Regions from separate parts of the Hordeum vulgare genome. Here region 2 is linked to region 1. A link is a contact called in public Hi-C data. All regions are on one chromosome and are shown on one strand. The core of a region is the stretch at or near the end of the contact, and the rest is flanking DNA. Distances in the headings are between cores, read along the strand shown. Region 1 holds the start of LOC123426908 (ATP-dependent RNA helicase SUV3L, mitochondrial). Region 2 holds the start of LOC123426916 (ATPase GET3B-like).

The links. Hi-C and Micro-C count contacts between places; a contact is called where the count stands out from the background.
Region 2: a Hi-C map of seedling shows a contact between it and region 1, with 9 times the contacts expected there. The contact joins the promoter of LOC123426916 here to the promoter of LOC123426908 in region 1. A contact is called at or near these places in 1 of 6 Hi-C or Micro-C datasets (seedling) and 1 of 1 datasets of contacts at active chromatin or transcription factors (embryo).

The regions. Positions count from the first base shown.
Region 1 is chr2H:510,718,899-510,724,339 of MorexV3_pseudomolecules_assembly, reverse strand. LOC123426908 (ATP-dependent RNA helicase SUV3L, mitochondrial) reads left to right here and starts at 1,398. Exons shown (of 3, transcript XR_006622331.1): 1 at 1,398-3,659; 2 at 3,830-3,940.
Region 2 is chr2H:511,499,136-511,505,310 of MorexV3_pseudomolecules_assembly, reverse strand. It overlaps LOC123426916 (ATPase GET3B-like), which reads right to left and starts at 2,416. Exons shown (of 11, transcript XM_045110825.1): 1 at 2,272-2,416; 2 at 1,715-1,923; 3 at 1,566-1,625; 4 at 1,202-1,297; 5 at 562-633; 6 at 398-466; 7 at 235-300. The coding sequence starts at 2,380. It overlaps TRNAL-CAG (a tRNA gene), which reads left to right and starts at 2,561; the gene lies at 2,561-2,641.

The DNA.
Region 1 (5,441 bases), core at 149-2,648:
GCCACTCTTGAGAGCGTCAAGGACCGACCCGTGAGTGGCATCGACATGCAAGACATGGTATGCTAGCAAGACGCCCTCTTTTGTGTCATCAAGTTTATGTTTGCGTGTTCATTTGCATACCATTTGCCAATATGCTTGCATGAAATACATTTGTAGGCATTAAGCTTTGGAGGTATTCAAGGTCCAACACAATGGCAAGTGCTTCAACCTCTCCCATTGCTTTAGGGTCATCAAAGATGAGGATAAGTTCAAGGCGCAATATGCCTCCCTCAAGTCGCGTGGGGGGAAGCAAGCCACGGAGGAGGTTGGGGACGGCGAGAAGGCATGGCCGCGGGGGAAGACCAACTCCAAGAAGGAGGACAAGCGGGATGCGGTGTCGAACGCCTTGATCGCAAGTGTGGAGGGCATGAAGAGCAAGAACGACTCAAGGGAGGAGGAGCGCCGACGTTACAAAGAAGAGCAAATGAACGCCTTCATGGAGATCCAAAGGAGGAGGCTTGAGATGGACGCGGAGAAGCAAACCAAGATGCTTGAGATGGAGGCGGAGAAACAAGCCAAGACGCTAGAGATCAAGGTCGCCAACGCCAAGACCAAGGCAAAAAAAGTGGTTCTCGCGAGCATGATGACCAGGATGGAGATCATGAAGGTGGATCTCAACACCGTGTCACCAAGGAAAAGGCCGTGGTTCAAGAAGATGCATGCCGACATGCTCAAGTTCGACAACGAGGGATCTATGGCGGTGAGCGCCATCTTTTTTTGTATGCCAGCAGGTGTGCTCGCATGACCACGGGGCCGCGATGGCGTGGTCGAACTCAAGTCCCACTCTTTTTTTGTGTGCTGGCATGTGTGCCGGCCGCTGGCGAGTGCGCCAGGATGAACAGTGTGATGATGTTTTTTGAAGCCATCATTGTATGTCGACGCTCGTATGGTGCGGGCATGAGACATGGCCGCTGTCATGATCTATGACCGCGGCCCTTTTTAAAAAATTGTATGCGGACATGAAATGAGTCGGTGTGTTGGACGCACCGACGATCCAAATCTAAAATAGGACGGACGCCGGGTAGGCGGCCGATCCAAACGAACAAAAAACGGACAAAAGCGTCATCCGTTTGGATCGGTCCGTTGAAGTTGCTCTATAGAAACTATGAATAAAAATGACATTTTGCGTCTTTACAACATTTTCATTTTTGGTACCCAAAATAGTTTTACTTTTAGATGTCATGACTTACTTTAAAAAAAATAGATGCCTTGCGATAATCAGTTGATTCGTTTTTTAGGGTAGACCGGTAGATGCTTTCTTTGAGCAAGCTATTTTAGGGTAAATCAATCATCACATTCTCCACGCAGTCGTTGCCCCGCGACGTGGTTCGTTTGAAGCCCACCTATCTCCCCGCCGTCCGCTCCGAGCCCACTTTGGCCCACGATCCCGACCAGGGCCGCCCGCCTATCGCGCGCCGCCTCCCCCTCTTCCCTTCTTCCACCCCATGCCGCCGGCCGCCGCCGTCTCGTAACCCAAACCGACCCATGGCCGCCGCCATCGCTGCCTCGCTTATCCGCCGCACCACCTCGTCGCCGTACCGCCGCCTTCTCCTGCCCACGTTCTCCCACCTCCACCGCCCTGCCCCCCAACCTCCATCTCCATGGCTCCCATCCCAAAATCGCTTCCTCTCGTCCGACGCAACCGCGGACCCTGATCGGAAGCTGCCTCCGCTTGACCCGAAGCAGCTATGGCGCGAGCTCTCCACCGCCGAGCCTGCGACGGGCTCGTCGCGCCTCCCGAAGGCCACGTGGGACGACGTGGTGGCCCTCACCCGCCGCTTCGCCAAGGATCCCGCCATTGCCGACCAGGTCCTCGCGCTCTACATCCCCTCCTCAGAGTTTCCCACGTACGCTCGGCACTTCCGCCACTTCATGCCTGAGCGCCTCTCCCAAGAATCCGCCGAGCGGCTCCTTTCTCTCCCGGGCGAGGACGCGCACGCCCTCCTCCTCCCAGCCTTCGCCGAGTACTGTCTCAACTATCATGCGGATAAGCTGAGGCAGAACAAGTCCGTCATGGCTGCGGCCGACCTCACGGCGCCGCACACCTGGTACCCGTTCGCCCGCGCCATGCGCCGGCGGGTGGTGTACCATTGCGGGCCCACCAACAGCGGCAAGACGCACAACGCACTCGCACGCTTCAGCGCCGCCAAGTCCGGTGTGTACTGCAGCCCGCTCCGGCTCCTTGCCATGGAAGTGTTCGACAAGGTCAATGCACTCGGTGTCTACTGCACCCTCCGCACTGGCCAGGAAGTAAAGGAAGTTCCCTTCTCCAACCATGTTGCTTGCACTATTGAGATGCTGTCCACGGAGGAGCTCTACGAAGTCGCCGTGGTTGATGAGATACAGATGATGGGTGACTCTGTCAGGGGCTATGCATGGACACGTGCTGTTCTTGGGATCAAGGCAGATGAGATACATCTCTGTGGTGACCCTAGTGTGCTCAAGATTGTTCGTAAGATATGTGCAGATACTGGAGATGATTTGGAGGTGCATCAGTATGAGCGGTTCAAGCCACTTGTTGTCGAGGCGAAGTCGCTACTTGGAGACCTCAAGAATGTTCGCTCTGGTGATTGCATTGTTGCCTTCTCACGCAGAGAGATATTTGAGGTGAAGCTGGCAATTGAGAAGTTTACGAAGCACAAGTGTTGCGTCATATATGGAGCCTTGCCACCGGAGACAAGGCGCCAGCAAGCAAAATTGTTCAACGAACAGGATAATGAGTATGATGTGCTTGTAGCGAGTGATGCGGTCGGTATGGGTCTGAACCTTAACATTAGGAGGGTTGTGTTCTATAGCCTGTCCAAGTACAACGGGGACAGGATGGTACCTGTTGCTGCTTCACAGGTAAAACAGATAGCTGGGCGTGCTGGTCGGAGGGGAAGTGTTTATCCAGATGGACTCACAACCACTTTCTTGTTGGATGATTTGGATTATTTAATTCAGTGCCTGCAACAGCCGTTTGAGGAGGCACAAAAAATTGGTCTTTTTCCTTGCTTCGAACAAGTGGAAATGTTTGCCAGTCAGTTCCCCAATCTCACTTTCACTGACTTGTTGGATAAGTTCCGTGACAATTGCCGCATCGACAAGACATACTTCATGTGCCAGCAGGATGGTATCAAGAAGGTTGCTAATATGCTCGAGAGGGTCCAGGGTCTCTCCCTCAAGGATCGCTACAATTTTTGTTTCGCACCAGTTAATATAAGGGATCCGAAAGCCATGTACCATCTTCTGAGATTTGCTACTCATTACAGCCAGATCCGTCGTGTTAGCATTGCCATGGGAATGCCAAAGGGTTCGGCAAGGAATGACACTGAACTGCTGGATCTCGAGACGAAGCACCAGGTCCTGTCGATGTATTTGTGGCTGTCACACCATTTTGAAGAAGATAACTTTCCTCATGTGCAGAAAGCTGAGGAAATGGCAACGAACATTGCTGATTTGCTTGGCAAGTCACTTGCCAAGGCATCGTGGAAGCCTGAATCAAGACAACAAACAAAGCAGAGGCGAGAAGAAAAAGAGGAGAGTGACAGCAATGCTGAACAGGTGTCAGATGACGATGCAAAGAATGTTTCCAAAGTTGGTTATGAAAGGACGAGGCCGCTTCCTAAAACATTTCCAAGGTAATATAGCTCTAGGCCGCATCTTTTCACACATATGGTGATTGTTTGTGGAGATTTTTTCTTTCTTATTGTCATGTAGTAGATGTCATATTTGCTTTTCTTGTATAAAAATACTTATCTTTCTGATAACTAGAGACTAATAATGAAGAATTCCATCCCACCTAATGCAGTTAAGTTATACTATGGAATTTATTTGGCTTCACTTTGGGTCAGAAGAAACATGAGAGAACACTATGCTTTAATTCCATACGACCGCTGGCAAGTGAGTTTGTGAACTCTAGGTATTCCCGTTCTTTATTGTTAAAGTAACTACAATCCCAATGCCAAATTATAATAATTCAAGTGATCGTAAACTTAACTTCCAGTTGGCAAAATCAATCTCTTCAAAATGGATTTGAGATAATAGTTTTAAGTTGAATTTATATTGCTTCAAATGTTAAATTGTTCCTGATTTATATATATTATCTTAATACTCCCTCTGTCCCAAAATAAGTGACTCAACTTTGTACTAACTTTGTACTAGAGTTAGTACAAAGTTGAGTCACTTATTTCAGGACGGAGGGAGTAGTAAACTATCAAATATTGCCTGAAGTTCCGGACATGTAAATTCCGGGTTGTTTCTTAGCCATCTTTCTTGTCAGCTGTCATATCACTTCATCCTGATCCTGATATCCTCTTTAGCTGGATATTATTCTGGTTAGCTTTGTGATTTGCTTGGAGCATGTATTTCTTGAACATTTTATGATCCTTTCATTTGGAGTTGATTTGGGCATCTTGGCAAAAAGAAAAGTATTTATTTCTTCAAATACATGAGTTTGCCAGAATTATGTTACCAGTAATCAGGAGTTCATTTTGGTAAAATGTGCCTTTTTGAGGAAGGACTGTTATTATAGAAGGATTTGTGTGGACCTGTAGAATCATCAAACTTCAAAACACCAGAAGAAATACGCAAATCACTATCATTACAAAATTGCCAGAACAAATAAGGTGTAGATTTTCATGAACCTATAACCTAATGTGTTTTCTGGACTTAGTTGGGAATGGTAATGGTAATTGTGTCTTATGTTAAGTCTGTGAGTACCTACCTGAAAACAGCTGCAGCATTTATGTTCAAACTGAAAATCTCATGTCTGTGTACATGTTGCCGAACCTCAAGTTGCTCTCACGCTAAATATGCAGATTACGTCAGTGAATCTGTAGAAAGTTGCCAGATGCGATATTATCATCTGGCAAGAAGCTGTTCACCACCAGAAAATATTCATCTCCAGTGTATGGTGTATCTGTTAAATTAAGGGCATTTAACATAGTGATATTCTGTTTTGGTTAACATCTATTGCTTTTGGCAATGCCATGTTGAACAAAATAGTTTGTCAATTTCTTCCATAGCTAAGGATTGGCCGTAATTTTTGAGTCAACTGCTGGAACATATGGTTTAATATTTTTATTCTTGTTTCCATCCAGAACTAGGTTGTTTCCGTACAAGGTTACATGCCCATTATGCATTTTTTGCTGTTAGGCAAACTAAATTTCAGAATATTTTTCTCGGTATGATTTATATAACACTATCTTTCTTTATATGTTTTCCTCATTTCGAGAATTGAGTTACCGAGCCATATAGTCCAGATTTGATATACTACAGCATGGCTTTTCATCTTAGATGTGTGCTTATGAAGATTATATTCAGTTACATTTCCTGATCTTTCAAACAATTCATAAAAATGTACTTTCTGATACAATAGTGGATTTGGGCATGTTTCAAAAGTTTACATAGCAAAACAGATT
Region 2 (6,175 bases), core at 1,167-3,666, 780 kb before region 1:
GCCATGCAGTAAGTAGGCCTTTGAAATTTTCAAGGAATTATTTTCTTATATGAGCGAAAGCCCACAAACCAAAACAGTATTTCCCTGTCGCTGTTCCTTAATAATTACTACTTTGATCACCATTACATAAATATCTCAAGAAAAAAACATGCGCAAACACATACTCTATCAAGCGAAGTTCATGTAACCAGGATAAAGCTATAAGAAGCGGTTAGTGCTTGCGGCAAAGCTCACCTTATTGGCCATACCAAGGAGCTTTTCCATTAAAGTTGTAGCAGATAAAAGGTTAAGTGTATGCCCCTGTGCAGTATATAAGTATAATAACTCAATTAGAAGTGAAAGAAGCAGAAATAGAATAAACTTGGATTCAAGGCAAGGCAAAGTGAAGTGTGCATACAGTGGCCGGGGTATCCAAAACTATGCGCCTAAATTTATTGCTCTCTTGCAGTTCAACAATTTGTACCAGCTGCAAGGATACGCTTCAGGTGATGACTAAACTTTACAAAGAGTCTATGTAACGAATAATAAATTCACCACCAAAGTGTAAACTTTGATTGGTACCTTAGAAATTGCAACGGCTTCTCCAAGTCCAGGAGTTTTCATCAGCATTTCATGCAGCTTATTCTTTCCCAGCTTTAAAGGCCAGACATCATGGGTATAAGTAATGTTAACTAGTAGGATATTAATACAAAAGCATGCCTCTTCTCGAAGAAATAGCAAACAAAAAATAAGTTTATGGTACTCTGTCTGATCAGACAATGTTGAATAAAAAATGCATGTGAAATAGTCGGCCAACTGACCAGTGGTATGCAAATATGGTGTAGGTGTGCTACATAATAAGGTATATAAGCATATGAAACCAACTCGTGTCCAAAGTCCAAACTCAAGACACATCATTATCTAGGTGTGTTGCAAATCAAGAAAATGGCAGTGCAAGAACAAACATACATGTAGCCTATGGCATATACGATTTAAGCATCAATGTAGTTGCAAATAAAAAGGAACTTTACTGACAATGCCATTGTTCAACTGGAAATTGGAGATGGCCAATAAAAGGACTCAAAATGGCTAACAGAAATTACATGCAACTTTAGTCTGACATACTCAAATGTTCTCATTTCTCAATGAACTGTGACACTGGAAATCAACTAAAATGCAAGATGGGGAAGCAAAAAAATAAGATTTCCAAGGTAATGTTTACCGGATCAGCAAGAACTCCAAGCCCTATCTTGTCCAGTATATTACGGATAAAAGATCCACCATTAGAAGATTCCTCTTTTGTATTAACATGGCCAATCTGTAAAGAAACAAGTTCCATCCATCATCAAAGAACAAGCATGACCAGAATTGGATCCTCTACATGACTTCATGAAGTGTACAAGCATGGCAGAACACAGTTTCAACTACGAAATGGAAAACATCGACTTCTTACATTCACTACCTCCAGGATCATAAAAGGTTTTTGTTTTATGATTGGACACCTAATGGTGGATATGCGCACCGACCAGATAAAACTGAAGGATGGAACGGGATATTGCAAACCATTCCAGTGCAACTGCTCCTACCTCGGCAGCAAAAAGAGAGTCAACTCCATTGACAGGTACGATATTACCGCCACTCAGGTCCTACAAAGAGAAAATGCAAGACATTCAAAAGAGGGGCTAAAGAAATAATCCCACTAGCATTTTGCATAACAATACAAGAGTTCAGATACTTGTTCAAATGTATCACCCAGTGAGTGTGCTGGGTGCATAGAAACTATGAGCGTCGGTTCACCACGGTTGGCAAACTTCATAGCAAGCGATGCCGCCATGCTTGTTGTCCCAACACCACCTTTGCCTCCAAGCACGTAGTACCTCTGTGTGCCGGCAACCATCTCACCGAATCCGCCATTAACCTCCACCAGACTGGAATTGCATCTTGCTGTAAAAAAAATTCAGAAATAGCACTATTAGCGTGTCCCTTGTGCTTCAGAGCAGCAGTCTGGTTTTAAGCTATCAAATCTAGAATTCAGTAGAGAAGTCACAACCGATCATGGCTCAGAAATCAGTACGATACAGATTCCAGGCATTGTCCAAGCTCGCACAACACAACGCAACATTTATCCCACAAGGAGAAATTGATTGGCATGCAGACTCTAATATCCATAACATGACAGCAACCAAACAGACCAAGAACTACAACTAGCAGCGAGTAAATATTCATTCATTTGATTCTTGTTACATGAGAGGTGGGAGAGGCGAGGGGGAGAGGTTGGACAGGAGGGCAAACCTTGGGTGCTCCGGTGGGCCACGAGGGGCTCCACCGCCGGCGGCGTAGAGAGGCGGCGGCAGGCAGCGAGGGTGAGGCGCCGAGCCGTAGGGTTCAGGAGAGCTGCCATTTGGGCTATAGGGCTCTTGGGTTGGCCGGGCTGGGGAGGGGACCGGGACTGGGTTCAGGTCTTTACGAATTGGGAGTCTTTCTCTCAGAAAAAAAAGAACGAATTGGAAATCTAAAGAAAGCTTGCAGCTATGCAACTGCATGAAAAAATGATTGAAAGTTTGAAATTATTTTACAAAAAGTCAAGATGGCCGAGTTGGTCTAAGGCGCCAGTTTCAGGTACTGGTCCGAAAGGGCATGGGTTCAAATCCCATTCTTGACATTTTTTTTCTCTTATGTACGAATGGTAAAAAAAATTCATTGTAATAAGTGTTTTATTTATATCATAAAAATGATCAACGATGATATCTATATCACTCATTCCTACATGTTATATTATAGTTATGATTATTCAATTCTTGACATTTTTTTTCTCTTTGTGTCATAAAATATGTCGAATATGTACGGATGGTAAAAAGAAATCATTGTAATAAGTCTTTTATTTATATCATAAAGATGATCAACGATGATATCTATATCACTCATGCCTACATGTTATATTATAGTTATGATTATTCAATTCTTGTATGCATGTTGTATTCCATAGGTAATATTCCTTTTGTCTCATAATATAAGAATAATAAGTGATATCTATATCACTATAATATCAAAAACTTTTTATATTATGAGATGAAGGAAGTAGATGAATAGCACCCAAATAGTTGCATATGTGCAATTAAAGCTTCATTGACATTCTATATCTCTTTTATCCACTTTCCTTCTCTTTTCCCTCCTCTCTCTCTCTCAATCACTAAGGGACAATTCTTTTGGGCAGCTTTAAAAATAAGCTGCCTCTTCATGGCTTGAAAAAAATGCTTTCTTAATTTATTGAGTCTTCTAAATTAGTTATTTCATAATTAATTTAGAAGCCTTGATAAATGAGGCAAACGGCTTATGGAGAAAGTTGGGCAGGAGGTGGCTTATTTTGTTACGTCGTCGAAAGAATTGGCCTTAAGATTGGGAGTTGCTGAAAATTCATAGCTTATGTGCTATCCAAATTCCTTTCTTAATATGTTTTTTCTCTTAGTGTCATAAAATACGAGGAACACACAAAGATGATATATCTCCAACATAACCACCCAACGTTCCTTCGATATGTGCGGATAAAATTATAGTAGTGCATGGTCTGTTGCCGCTAACTAAGGTTTGGGTCAAGTTTTCATCTTGCATATGCATCTTCCATTAGAAAGTGCACTTCTACACCCGAGCTCAAATGAGCTCGGGCGAACAGTTAATTCAAAACATGTTTAAATTTTTTTTAAAAAATTCTGATTTTTTTATAGTAAACTTTGAAATGTGTTCTAATAGCTTGCAAAATTTCAGTACGAAATCACATTTTTTGAAGTCGTTGTCAAAAAAACAAAATTAGTGCTTCAAAATGCTTTTGAAAGTAGCATTTTCAGAGTTTTGATTTTTTTTTGCCACGACTTCCACAAATGCTATCTCATGATGTAATTTTACAAGCACTTAGAACATTTGTCAAAGTTTACCCAGAAAAATTCAGATTTTTTGAACATTTTTATAATAGTTTTGGAACTTACTGTTCACCTGAGCTCATTTGAGCTCGGTTGCAAAAACATCACGTCCTCTTTCACTTTGTTATTTGGTTTTCCTCTCTCTCTCTCTCTCCCTCCCTCCCTCCCTCTCTCTCTCACACACACACATGTAGGTATCTTCTAAGCCCCGTTGTTATTGTTGGTCTTCTTCTTGCTCACCATCCTTCTTATTTCTTTGTTGTTCTTATAGATCTTTCGAGCCTCGGTGTGTCACTTCTTTTTCACCACTTTTATCTTTTCTCCTATTTTTTCGGTGCAATGTCGGCATGCATCGGTCGGTATAGATTGAACGACAAAATTTGTCCTTCACAAATGTATGGTTCAAGTTGATGTTCTTCTCGATGGGGTCTTCTCATTGATGCGGGCCTGGTGGCGAAAAGGCTCAGCCTGAGGAGCTACGGTGTAGTGGGGATGGTCGTCTAAGAGTTTGTTTGTTCACTACACATGGGCATCCTCTTTTCGTTGGAAAGAAGAGTGGCTCGTGATGAAGACTTCTCTTTGTCCGTCATAAGGATGAAAACTTCTCTTCATGCGAAACCAGACCGATAAGAGGCTCTTTGTCCACGGTAGGAACAAAGAGCGACTCATCGTCTGCAAGAGGAACAACCAGGTGATAGAACTGAAAAAAATAAGGATATGGTTTCGAGATTTTGTAACCAAAAAATTAACAATTTTTTTAAAAATCTTGTTACGAGGGCAATCATACCACTCATCGCAAAAGGATGGCTTCTTGATAGAAGAGTAGTTGCCACCGTTGAAGGTATTTATTATCTCAACAACGTGGCACTGAGAGGTGGGAGGACCTCGATCATTAGGAGTTTCTTGGTCTTTGTCAACGTCTAGCGGTGCTCTAGTTTTGTATGAATAAAGTTACTCTAGTTCTTTTTTTGGTCATGGCGTGAAGCTAAAGACATTTGTGTCCTTGCAAATCCTAGTATTTAGATATGATGAGTTTATGTTATTGCATCGAGTTGTTTTTGTTCCTCTGATCTTTGTGGAGTTAAAATCTTTCCTTGGCATCATAGTGATGATTTTGTGATTCGGCTAGGCTATCAACACTGACTCAAGTACAGGTGGTTCAAGATTTCATATCTTGGTGGATGGGCAACTCAAGACCATTTGAAAATCCTTCATTGGTAATCGTGTTTGTGCATGTGAAAAAGTAATAACATCGTTGCTTCAATCTAACTGTAGTTTTTTACTAAAGTCTTGGGAGTATTCTGTCCTACACATAGAAGATATTTTCAGCAGACACTATTGTAAGTTTTGGTCATATGGGTTACTTTGCACAAGCTCTGCAAAGAAAATATAAGACCTTTTCAAAGGGAATACTTTTTTAAAACTTAAAATTCAAAGCAATGTACCTGTGATAGTCACAGACTCATGAGTACTCTAAGGGTGTGTTTGGTTGTTGTCATCAGGTGGAACGTCATGGGTCCGTCCCGTTCCTATAGCTCATTCCCATGTTTGGTTAGTCAAACGAACCGAAATCCACTAGTCACAGAAAACGAAATATTCCCTTTATATACGAAATCGAGGAATACCTCTAATTCGGGTGGACGACATGAAACGAGCCCCTCGCACGCGCCCAACCTATCCTCTCGCGACTCCTTCTCTCAGCGTCGCCAACCCTCCTACATCCCTTTCTCTCGATCTCGATCTGCCATGTCTCCCCCTCTCCGGCGCCACCATCCCTCTCTTCTCTGTCGTCTCTCCTCCGTCATGGTGAGGCGACTTGCAGTGGGGCGGCGGGAGAGCAAGGAACGACCGATGCGGTTGTTGTGTCTGGTTCTGCTGCTAGCAATGAAGGGAGAGCACGTTTCTTACTTCTCATTTGCATATGTTCATTTTCACGGTGGATTTATGGGAATATTTTAGTTCCTGTTTGTGCAATGTTCTTCCCTATCTTTTCCATATGTTGTTGTCCCACATCCATGGCTACAGGCCATTAGTAGGCATTTTTTGTATCGTATGCAATACTTGTTGCTGGATGATTTGGTATGTGAACTCATGTATGGCTGGTTGTTTTTGGATGTGATGAATGAACTTGCTACCTTCTGTTCAAATTTGTGTTTGGTTGATGTCATATTTGTGTGATTCTTGTCATTATATATATTGTTATGTTGTTTGTCTTCGAATTATAAATGAAATAATGCTAAAAGTTTAAATTTTATGTGGTTTTATTTTTCACTCCATCTCTT